2 separate regions of the Gossypium hirsutum genome follow, and region 1 is linked to region 2. Evidence: chromatin contacts called from public Hi-C data. All regions are on one chromosome and are shown on one strand. The core of a region is the stretch at or near the end of the contact, and the rest is flanking DNA. Distances in the headings are between cores, read along the strand shown. Region 1 holds the start of LOC121222508. Region 2 overlaps LOC121222507 (a long non-coding RNA gene).

Evidence for each region. Hi-C and Micro-C count contacts between places; a contact is called where the count stands out from the background.
Region 1: a contact with region 2 is called in a Hi-C map of leaf, with 1.8 times the contacts expected there. The contact joins the promoter of LOC121222508 here to the enhancer-like site in region 2. A contact is called at or near these places in 5 of 34 Hi-C or Micro-C datasets (leaf and petal).

What each region holds. Positions count from the first base shown.
Region 1 is chrD10:59,188,383-59,194,672 of Gossypium_hirsutum_v2.1, forward strand. LOC121222508 reads left to right here and starts at 3,231. Exons shown (of 5, transcript XM_041103455.1): 1 at 3,231-3,899; 2 at 4,065-4,186; 3 at 4,320-4,360; 4 at 4,448-4,546; 5 at 5,238-5,709. The coding sequence starts at 3,374. The coding sequence ends at 5,409.
Region 2 is chrD10:59,144,957-59,151,168 of Gossypium_hirsutum_v2.1, forward strand. LOC121222507 (a long non-coding RNA gene) reads left to right here. Exons shown (of 2, transcript XR_005919828.1): 2 at 507-998. Among protein-coding and RNA genes, the nearest start is that of LOC121222507, 3.4 kb to the left of the region's middle. Within about 2 kb of position 3,750, at least 2 of the 9 cell types and tissues checked have an H3K27ac peak or open chromatin away from gene starts, as enhancers often do. A contact at or near this core is called in leaf, where this site is marked.

The DNA of each region.
Region 1 (6,290 bases), core at 1,981-4,480, 43 kb after region 2:
AGGACACGTTTTTGTTCTCTCTCCTAAAAACGCATCCTACGTGGCGGGTTTTCATTGATGTGGCAATGAAAATGTACTCTGTAGGACGCGTTTTTCATTCACTCTCCAAAATCAGCGTAGATCGATAAATTTTAAGAAAATTAGCCTAGTTTTTTAAAATATTTTTTGAGCATTTTCATATAAATTAACCAATCAATTACGTCTTGAATATGGTAAAATATCTAGTTTAATTTATTTATAATAATTAGTTTAGCACAAATTTTTTTTATATTTTTTAGTTTTAATTTTTTATTTATTTATTTTGGAACCTTAGGTAGATCTAACTCTTCTGTACTAATAGAACTTAAAGTTTTCAACTCCCAATGATTGTATCCAATGATGCTTGAAGGATATCGTTATGGGGCATTTAAAATGGACAAATTTAATATCATTCATGAATTGCTTGTTGCCTTAGTTAAGAGATGAATGTTAAAAACTTTTACTTTTCAGTTGCCTTGCGGAAGAGCGGTAATCAGTTTAAAAGATGTCACGATAATAACAGGCCTTTCAATCAATGGGGTGGTAGTGACCGAACCTAGTGCCATTGATACAGAATATAACTGAGGGTGTTTGTTGAGTGTTGTGTCGTCAAGGGAGAATCTGGTGGAATTAAATGGGTGCCAATTAAAGTGCACATGGTTGAAGAAGCTTGTCGATCCAACCTCTCCATCGCCTACCACTAAATTGGAGTTGGATCGGTACGTCAAAATTTGGATGCTCTAAATGATTGCAAGAATGTTCTTCCTAAACAAGTTTGGGAACAAGGTCCATATAATATTTTTCCTGTTGTTGGCAGATTTTAAAGAGGCGGAGATGTACAACTAGGGGTATGTTTCTCTAATGTATCTCTATTGGGCAATGACCAGGATTGTCTGGAAAGCAATAAACTATGTTAATGATTGTTGCATGCTCCTGCAGACATGGATATGGATATGCATACCATGGTTAGTGCCCATCACTTCCAAGTGTGATAGTTCCCTCTAAATTGAATGTAAAAAAAAATTCATTGTTTAATAAATCATTTCGTGTGTTTAGTCATTGGTGTCCATTACTTAATAATTTTAATTGAATTGATTTGGGAGTAGATTTGGTGGTCGGTTGGACCATACAAGTTATACGAGAGACTTGACTTGGATGCATCAAGAAATCAATCAACGAGCCAATGCAAAATTAAACAAATTCATAATTAACATTAATTTTATTTTATCAACAAAATTATGAAAATTTATACCTAATAAAATTAGCAATTAACTTTTACCAAATAAACTCTAAAATCCAAATTAAATACTAAAATGTTAATACAGTTACTTTTGCGTATAAAAATATATAACTTTTATCAAATATAAATATCACAATGGTCTAAAAATAACACAAGTACCACATTAGAAAAAAATATACCAAACTCGAGTATCAAATTCCTAAAGTAAAATAAAAAGTCACCATGTGTTAAGCAAATGGCCAATGTCTACACTATTATAGATTTTTTTATTTTTGGTATTTTATAAATCTGTTCTATAATTTATGTTCAGGGTTGTCTCTCTCAATAATATCGTTTTTAAAGTTCAAATCAGTGTCTCCACTTAAAAATATAACGTGTATTACCGTTGCATGCAATGCTTATTAGTATTAATAATATTTTTTAAATTTCAGTGTATGTTGTAATATACAAAGTGAATAAATTAGAAGTAAATAATAATATAAAAAAGTAAAGTATTTTTTTCTTTAGATATTTGATAGTATTCGATAAGGAGTGTCTTAAAAATAGTATAATATTTTTTACAAAATACACAAAAAATAGTAATTAATAATATAATATTTAAAAATATTTTACATGTAATTACTTAGTTTGACTTAAATTTATTTTATATTTAATAAAATTTAATAGTTAAAAAAAGAATGTATTAAAAATAATAACCCAAATATATTAATTAATCAAATGCTTTATAAATACATGAAAATTTAATGTAGTTTAAGTGCTCCTTTGGATTGAGGCAGTGAGGCAGTGAGGCACGTTTGAAAGAAAAAGATGGTGCCAAACTCACTGCATTTGTGTTTGGTTGGGGGTATCAGTGCAATGAGGTTGCTTTTCAACCACACTGATCAGCTGATTTTCAGCTGGAGCAAATAGCAGCAGTTAGAGGCTTTCAGTGCAGTTGACATTATAACAGACCCAAATAGCCTTCCATCATCCTTCCTGTGAATTACACGTTTATCTGTTTTATTATTATTCTTTTTCGGCATAATAACCTTTTTAGTCCTCCAACTTTAGAAGAAAATTTATTTGAGTATTTTAATTTATAGTTTTTGTCAAATCATTCTAAAATAGATAAAAAATTAGCATTTGTTAATTTTATTTGACAGAAACATGAAGAAATTGTATTGTAGATAGATTTTTAAGCAATAAACGTGAACCAATGGTTCTTGCAGATTTTTCATTCTATTATATATCAATTCTAATATGATGTCCTTAATAGTCATTTTTCATTCTCACCTCACCGCTACAGCTGCGTTTGAATCTAAACACACACTCCACCATTGTTTCTAATCTCACCGCTACAGTACTCAATCTCACCACTACAGGAACTAATCTCACCGCCACCGCTGTTTTTAACCTCACCGGAGGTAAACACACCGCTCATCCAAACTAGCCCTAAGATTTAAAAATAGCTTGGCTCACCTACCTCCAATTATAAAAAGACCAAAATATTCTTAATTTAATTTTAGAAGTAATTATTAAATAATAAAAAGAGGAGTCCGATGTCGAAAGCAAAAACCATTTTCACCTACCTATTATATAAAAAAGGTTGGGTCATATTAAGGAAACCTACCCAAATATCTTATGTTTCTTAAAATGGGCAATTTACTAAAATAGTCTTGATTATACCCCACGTGTACGGTGAGAGATTGCAGTTCCACAGAAAGTCTTTAACACCTGACCTTATTGTATCATTTGGCATAGGGATTTCCCTAACTTTCCAGCGAAGGAAGTGACGCGACCCTAATATTTTGTTCGACGAAACAGGTATTTTGTTTCAGTCCTCTATAACCCAATTGATTAATTTTACTTTTATGCCCTTATATAAAACACCTGATTTATATTTAAATGGTTATATTTGTCATTTACTATTTTAGAAATTTGAAAAATCTAAAAATTAAATATATTATTATTATTTTTGTGGTGGACCCAGTATCTTTTCTCCTTTTCCTCTATCTCGCCGTCAAAGTGAAAAAGGAAAATTTTGATTTACATATAAATAGAGAGCTGAAATGGTTGTAAATGGTGTGTAGGTTATACAGTGTATCTTAATCGGCGTTCGTTAGTAACAGTCCGGTGATGCTTGGTGTATTGTGCGCACGACCTCCCAAGCCTTGGATCCTCAACTCCCTATCTCTGATCGCCCACGGTGGTTCAGCGGCTCACCATCACGAAAATCGTTTCTTGCACTGGCCATCACATTTCGCCGATTTATCTGCCGCTAATCGGCGCTGCCGGCACCATTCAACGGCTTGTCGGCTTGGTGGCGGCTCAGAGGGTGGTGCAGCTTCTATATGGCATGCGATTTTGCCATGCGGAGGAGACAGAGGAGTGAAGAATAGAGGAGATGTGTGGAAGAATGTGGAGAGGAAAGGGGAAGGTTCCTGGAATGTGTCGTGGGATGCCAGACCGGCTCGGTGGCTTCGACCGGATTCTGCTTGGCTTCTGTTTGGGGTCTGCGCTTGTCTTGCGCCGATGCCGATGGATGAATTTGATGACGTTAACCTCGATGCTGATAATAAAACCGATGCTTCTTTAAATTCAGATGAAAAGAGTAGTAATCATTTGTCTTCAGTTGCTGCCGCTGATAATTACAAGGTTACAGGTTAGTTGTAATTCATTAACTAATTTTAATTACTGCAAATTAGTTTTTACTATAAAAAATGAATGAATTTGAATGTATATTTGATATACATGGATTTTAGCGGAGGGCGATACTCAGTTTTCAATATTAAAAATTGAATTTGAATTTATATTTGATATGCTGCAGGGATTTTAGCGGATGGACGATGTCTGTTCAGAGCAATAGCTCATGGAGCTTGTCTGAGGTCTGGAGAAGAAGCTCCTGATGAAAACCGTCAAAGAGAACTTGCTGATGAATTGAGAGCTCAGGTAATCACGAGGAGGTTTTTTTTTTTTTTTTGAAGTATTTAACCAAGATACACTATTTTATGTATAAAATTTCGTTTCTGAATCTACAAATGGTAATAGGAGTTTTTCCCTTTTTATATGTTTAATCATGTAGGTTGTGAATGAGCTTTTGAAGAGGCGTGAAGAAACAGAATGGTAAAGCTTTGTCTTTATATTGGAATGCCATTCACTTTGATGGAATTTTTAATAAGCATAGGGCTTCATATGATATGATAACTGCAGGTTTATTGAGGGAGATTTTGATGCTTATGTAAAGGAAATTCAGCAACCTTATGTTTGGGGTGGGGAACCTGAATTATTGATGGCTTCTCATGTTTTGAAGTGAGTTTCTATTTCCGTTAAAAATTTGACTATGAATTGTTTTGTAATACACCTTTTATGGGAGCTCTTCACTTCCTACCTCATTTTACTATAATCTTGCAATTAGCCTATCAAAATGATGAATAATTTAAGTTTCCATGACTTATGAGTTGCACATAATATTGTGATCGATCCTATGTAATACTGCAGGTGATTTGCTTTTATCTTTGCAAACAGATGAAAAGTTTAGGCTATTTCTTAAGGTGCTAATTACTAACCAAGTTAATGCCTCATAAATATCAATGATTTAAGTTCGAGAACGCATAATTAGAATATTCATGATAAGATATAACTGAGTCCCCTGCCACACTGAAATCACATAATTTTTGTGTGATGATGCTTTCATTTATTTTGCATATTGGTACAAGCATTTCAATTTGCCTATTTTGTGAAGAAACTAGGTTTAAAACCACCGTTTGATAATTAGTGCTTGAGCTTTTGGGTTAGTCTATACCTTATGCATGAAACTCTGCTGATGGCTTATGGAATGATGTCAAAGCAAAACATTAACTGTTCTTTTCTTATGCATTGTTCAAATTGTATTCTAACCCAAGCCTAAACTTGGAATTTGAATTCCATGTTCTAAATTCCTATCTATTTTTCCTCATGTTTTACTTGACTGCTGTATTTGACACCCCATTTTGATTGACAGGACTCGAATTTCTGTCTACATGATTCATAGAAGCTCTGGTAATTTAATAAACATAGCAAAGTACGGTGAAGAATACCAGAAGGAGAAGGAGAATCCTATTAATGTGCTTTTTCATGGGTATGGTCACTATGACATACTGGAGTCTTTGCCGGAACTAATTTCCACCAAATAAAGACATAGAAGTTTGGTCTTGTTATATGATTATGATTGCATAAAAAGAAATAAGCTCATCTTATTTTAAATGGAGGAATTCCATTGAACAAAGAAATAGTCAGAGGTTGATAAATTAGTTTGCACCTACCTCGGCTCTTGCAATAAGCTCAATACAATTTTGTAGTTTCTGAGTGTTTCTTGATTTTTAGAACTCAAATCAATACTTCAGATTGGTGAAGCATTATAGTTATTTTGGTTTTTCTTTTTTCCTGTAAAACCAGTGATGATTGTTTCTTTTATTCAGAATGCCTTTGGGAAATTGAATTTGTCAAAATCCTTTTTTGAAATTGACTTTTTTATTTTAAAATGAAAAATGGAGTCGCCACCAATCACTTTCAAGAGGTATGATCCGGCTATCTCGTAATTTGATCGTTTTAATAAGAGGTTTGATTTACTAAGATAATGTTTTTCAGTCTATGAAATTTAAAAAATAGGTTTGAGAGTCGGTTACGCACGAAGAAGGATTAGCGCCCTCGTTATACCCAAAAATGGTACCTAATTAATCACTTGATTTCTTAATGTTGAAAGTTGAGAACTTGAAGAGAATTTAAAATGCAATCCCTTTGTATTAAGATATTTTAATAGAAAATGTTTTATTCTGAATTAATCGAGAAAAAGGATCATGCCCTGTGAGTTAGGACATGTCGCCTTTAATTTTTGAAAACTAGAATAATCGCCGTTTTAATCGTTACTTAAATCTCGTTTTTATATTTTTGAAATGGTTTCTCGATTATTTCGGTTTTAGAAAGAAGTCATATTCCGTAAGTTAGGAAACTCTTCTAATTCCAAAAATAATGATGTTACCTCGATTTTGAATATTTTATACGTCATATAAAAAAA
Region 2 (6,212 bases), core at 2,500-4,999:
GTTTCTGCTTTTCTCATCTGATTTGTGGTGTAAAAACCTTGGTTGCTAACCACCCCACTTTCCAACATTGAAAAGGCAGTGTCCCTCCTCTCTTCAAATCCAGTCCCGGCAACATTTGTAGCACCACAAGTCTTGAACAACATCTCAAAAGTTTAAAATCCCCTCGATTATGTTTACCAAGTGAAAATGCTTGTTTACCAAGTGAATATCACTTGTGTTTTGTCTAAATTTGGGGGCTACAATTATTTAATTTCTTTTTTATTCTTGGAATTAACTGAAGAGACGATTTAAAATTAATAAGCTCAAGGTTTTTTTTTTTGTTTTTTTGAAAGGATAAACTCAAGCTTGAAATGGTCTAAATTGTGTACTTCCAGATAATTGGTAGACTGCAACTCTAATATTGATTGACTTTTCCAAACTCAAATGTCATTGCATTCGTACATATGTTGATCGGTACTAATTTATTTTAATCGATGCCAATAAATTCTTCCATGTTTGTTATTAAGAAAGTAATAAAGAGATGGTACCCTCCGCCTGAAGGTACTCTAAAATTTGTCTGGTAGGAGTGGATATGGAGGTGCCCTACGCAATGATAAAGGAATAATTTTAGCCTTATTCTTTGGACTGATCTATGCTCTTGATGCTAATTTGGTTGAATTGTTAGCAATTAGATGTCTTTGTTCAAACCAATTGGCTGCACAAAGTTAAGCTTATTGTTGAATCAAATTCTTCAAATGCTCTTAATGGATTTCCCATGTATTTGCCAAAGAGATTGAGGAGCTATCATTGATTTATCCTTTGTGTTTGTTGTTAGTGAAGCAAACTGTTTAGTTGATAGCTTGGCTAAAACAGGCATGGAAAGATCATCTTTATATTTAGCTTCTTCGTAATTTGTTGTTGATCTTGCTAAAATGAAGGGATTTGTTGGAGGCGGATTTTTCTGAATTGTCTCATTGCTATGTTTTTGTCCCTCTTTATGAAATGCAAGGATTTTCTCACCCTGTACTGTACTGTTTTACTTTCTTAATAATAATAAAACAAAAATGTATGTTATTGCTACAGAAATAGGCTATTATAAATTATATTTCACAATAAAAACATACTTAATAACACACCATCACCTAAAAACGGTTAATTCGGTTAATTCGGTTAATTTTTAACCAGAAATAAAAACTATATAATTTTCGGTTAATTCGGTTAACCGACCGGTTTAACCGAAAAATTTTCGGTTCGGTTAATGCTTTTTTAAAAAAATTCAGTTCAGTTAACGGTTAAAATTTTTGGAAGGTCGGTTAATTCGTTTATAGCTATTTCGGGTCGGTTAACCGGTTGGTTAACTGAATGCACACCCCTAGTTATGATTGGTGTCTGAGTATTGAAACGTTGAAGTATGGTTGTATATGTATGTCTGGAATGTATGCTATGAGATGTATGTTTTGTTGGGTGTATGTTAGTGAATTAAAATGTGGGGATTAGATTGTGTTGATGCATGAAAAGTTTGTAAAGTGAGTCCATGTCTAGTCACCGTGGTGGTATCTGATGGAGTTTGTCGAGACAAAAAACACGAACTTTGATATGAAACTCTGAAGGAAAAATCCATGACCATGATACCCTCTAGAATTTTTATCTGGGTTTGCTTAAAATTTTAAATGCTAAACTTGATTTAATGATGAAGAACAAAAAGAGGATTTGGGTTATCTTGAAAGGAAGAGTATTTCTTTTTTTTTTTCCTTTACAATTACAATCTTTATTACTACAAATTACTGTACATGGACCTAACAATGTGATTTCAAACAAAATCAAAGTTTCCAATGTCATTTACAAAGGAAAAATCTATCATCAACAAAAATGGTAAAAAAAGTTTATGCCAATGAAATGTATATTTATGGGTTGTTCTTGTCTCATTCCAGGTATTCCTTGTCGATGAGAGACTCGATTCTTTTCTTCAAATCGATCGGTTTTATCCGAAACTTAAGCCGTTGGAAAATCTGAGTATTTTGCATTTGTTTTACTAGTTTATTGTTGGAAAATATTTTCTTTTTCTTTTTTTGATTAACACTTGACACACAGAATTCATCATTTTCCCAAGAAACCAGAATGAAAGTGAAGGAAAAAATTACTGATATCAAAATTTAAAAATCAACTCAACACTCAATTTTCCATTTCCATTTCTTTTTCTAGTTTTTATACAGTTTTAGCTTTTGAGGTAAATGAGCTGCCTGCATCTACCATTTTTTTGTTCTTTTTTTTTTTATTTTCTCAGGAAACAAATAGAAAAAAAATCCAACTACCCAGGAATTGAAAAAAAAGAAAAAATTGTATGCTAAAATCTAAAAAAAAAAATGAACCCAAGACTCAAAATATAAACTAGAGATAAACCCAAAACCTAGAAACTAAAACGAAAGCAATGTAAACAGAAGAAGAAGAAACGAAAGAAAAAACAAAAAAAATGAAATTAATTATATGACAAAAAATTTTGGGGGAAAAAATAAGTTTTTAAAAAAAACTTTTAGATTATGAAATCAACAGTACATCATTTATGTCACATGTTACAATCTTATTCTATCATCTATCCTGAACTTAACGATGTTAGACTCGAGTACTAATTTAGTTGATGGAGAAAAATTTCGGGTACTAATCTGAGATAAAAAAATCATAAATACCAATCTGAGAGAAATGAACAAATTCGAGTACCAATTTTATATTTAACTATTTAATTAAATATGACTAACTACATAATACTAAACTTAAATTTTAATATATAACTTTTAACTATCTTTCTATATTATGCTACGGATTCTATTGAAGTTAAAACTTAATTTTACGTAAATCCTTTTTTTTTTCTTTCAAATTACATTAACTATTGTAAATTGTACTTATTAATAAAAATATGAGGTATTATCATTAATAGAAACCTAAAGTTATAAAAAAAAGTTGTGGTATGATATACGATATCCCTTTTTGCATTAATTTAAATAAACTCAAGTCCTACAAAGTCCACTAAGCGGGGTTTATATTTGTTGAAAGTATAGGTTACATTAATTAACGTGGTTATTATTCTGACAATGACTCAAATCTTAATATTTTAAAAAATATTCAGATGATGAAAGGCCTATCATCTGACGCCACAACTGCCTTATCTTGGTGCATAAGAAAAGGTATGATCAAGTCATATTCCAGCGGTCCAGGAAACTTCTAGGTAGTTTATGCATGGCAGAGTAAAACTATTGCCTGAAAAGTCAATAGGATAGAAAAGTCTCAACTACATAGGTTGATGGTGAGCTTATATAATAAATAGGGCTAAATGAACAAGTAAAAAGAAGAATAAATGGCGAGAAAACAGTTGGTAGGGTTTGGTGGCAGCGGCCCGGGGGAGGAAGCCGGAGGAGGTTTCATCATTCATACGTCAACAGGGTTGCTCTTGCTTTGCATGGTTATTTTCTCCCTCTCTCTTATATCAATGGTTATTTTCGCTTGTGGTGATGGCAACTCAGGAAAGCGTCGCAGACGTTCTGGAGGTGGAGCTGGAGGTTGTGGGGGTGGGGGTGGAAAGCGTCGCAGACGTTCTGGAGGTGGAGCTGGAGGTTGTGGGGGTGGGGGTGGAGGTTGTGGGGGTGGGGTGGAGGTTGTGGAGGTGGTGGTTGTGGGGGTGGGGGTGGAGGTGGAGGTGGAGGTTGTGGGGGTGGGGGTGGGGGTGGGGTGGAGGTTGTTGAGGGTATCTTAAACACGAGCTGCTTTAGGATGCCAACAACATGGTTTGTTTGTCATAATGAATCATATATAATTTCGTCATCATAAATACATACATAAAGCACTTAAGTAGCTTTTATTGTTGTGAAGGGAATTATATTTTATCTTGTAACCATTGGGTTAAAACCCTCAATTATGGACACATGTATAATGCATGATGCTATTACAAAGTGTGATACAAAATTAAGTGATCAATTATGTTAAAGTGTCAAAGGTATTAAAGTGTGATTAAAATAACGTGTAGATACCATAAGTTGTATTTATAATTGGGTTAAATATAATATTGGTACATTAACTTGTCCACTTCTCCTAGACTGATACTTAAGATTTTTTTTTGTCCTAGATTGGTCTCGAACTTTTTCTCCATCAACTAGTTTAGTACCTTTTGTTTTAACGCCGTTAAATCTGAGATAAGTGGCACAACAAGATTGTGACATGTGGCACGATGACATCATCATGATGCCATAATTTATTTTTCTATTTCACCTTTTTCTTTTTCTTTTTTTCCCTTTTCTTTTATTCTTTCCCTTTCCTTTTCCATTCTCGTTCTAGTTTCCATTTTCTTTTTTTTTTTCCTTCTTATTCTCCTCCTCTCTTTCCAAACCCTAGCCGTCGCCGACATGCACCACAGTCGCACTCCGACGTTGTCACTGAAATTCGTTCTCCGGTCCAAATAATGGCACCAGTCAAAAATTTCCTCTTGCTCTTTCATTTCTGATTTGTTTTCACAAAGAACTCATTGAAATCTTGTTGGGATTCTCCTCTGCCGATCACCTTGCTCCGATGTTGTCACCTCCTATTTCAATTTCCTCACCAATCAAAGAAGTATTGAACAATTTTCCTTTCTCTCTACAGCTTCTAATACTATTTTTTTCTACTTTATTTTTGTTTTCAAAGCCTTTGGTCGTCACTCCATTGTCGCTGCTCTTGGACGTCAAACCGAGCCACCACCATTGAATAATAATGGAACTTTGATTGTTGCTTCTCCTCACCGCGTCCAACATCTTGACCATTTGGATTTTATCGATTGTGTCCTAAATTCCCAAAAACTTGAAATGGGTCTTGGTTTTGATTTGTCTCTCATCATTTTCTTTTTGCTTGGTTGTATTTTTATAGATTGATGGATTTTTGTTTGTTCTGTTAAATTTTTAATGGATTTTGTTTGTGATGTTAATTTTCTTAATTTTTTTAATGGACTGATGGATGTTCTAATATGTTTGTGATGTTCTGGATTTTTCGTTTTAATGGATTGATGAGTTTTGTAATTTTCTTTTTAGTGCGAGAACTGTTGAATGAACCAGCAATATTTTTTGATTACAAATTTTTATTGTTGTAATGTTTTGGCCTAGAAATGTTGAATGAACCTAGAAAAAAAAAGGAAAAGTGACGAGAGGAAGAAGGAAGAAGAAAGGAATTATCGAAAAAAAAGGAAGAAGAAAAAAAAACCTAGAAATGTTCTTAAATATTTTTTCAAAGTAATTCAGAAATGTTGAAAGAACCCAAAGCAAAGCGACAAGAGGAAGAAGGAAGAAAGGAGTATGGGAAAAGGAAGGAAATAAGAAAAAAATGAAAATATTTTTTTTTGATTTACAATAAATTTTTTAGATTATGACATCATGCCATTTGTCACAATCTTATTGTGCCACTTGTCTCAGATTTAATGGCGTTAAAAAAAGAGTACCAAACTAGTTGACGGAGAAAAAGTTTGGGTACCAATTTGGGGCAAAAAAAGCCTTAAGTACCAATCTAGGAGAAGTGGACAAGTTCAGGTACCAATATTATATTTAACCCTTTATAATTTGATGAGGGAATAAATTATAAATACCGAAAATTGATTTAATAATCAATTATTTAAAAATAAGTAGCGGTCCCCAAGAAATGGATATATCTTGTATTTCTTTTCCATCCCCATCAGAGAGTTATACTAAGAGATAAACTATTTTATTGGAAGATTAAAACCCTTTGAGCAATCTCCAACAATGGATTTAGATGAAAACCTTCTGGACAATCTCCAACAATAGATTCAGATATGTTTCCGCGTATAGTTTTGTTCTTAATGATCTGATATGGTAGATCTTAATTCGTTAATTTTATATCAAACCTTATTTTACGGTTCTAACAAGTGGCATCCGGGCCTTATCATGTCGAATAATTTAGAATGAATTGATTTTCTATTGTTTTTAGGTTAATTCGTTGTTGAGATTTTATGAATTTAATTAGTATATGAATTTAATGTTAAATCTTTCAGGATTTATGTTGAAATTTTTGGGTTTTAATTTTAGTTTTTTTTTTATTTAAAATTTTGATGCTTTTCGATCGAATTCCATACATATTAAAATTGAAGCTGATGGTTTTGGTAGAATTACATAAGCATATATCATGCCGAAATGTAATTGAATACTTCGGTTAAATTATGTTTCTCATGCGATGGGAGTCAAAACGGCAATACCAATACTTTATTC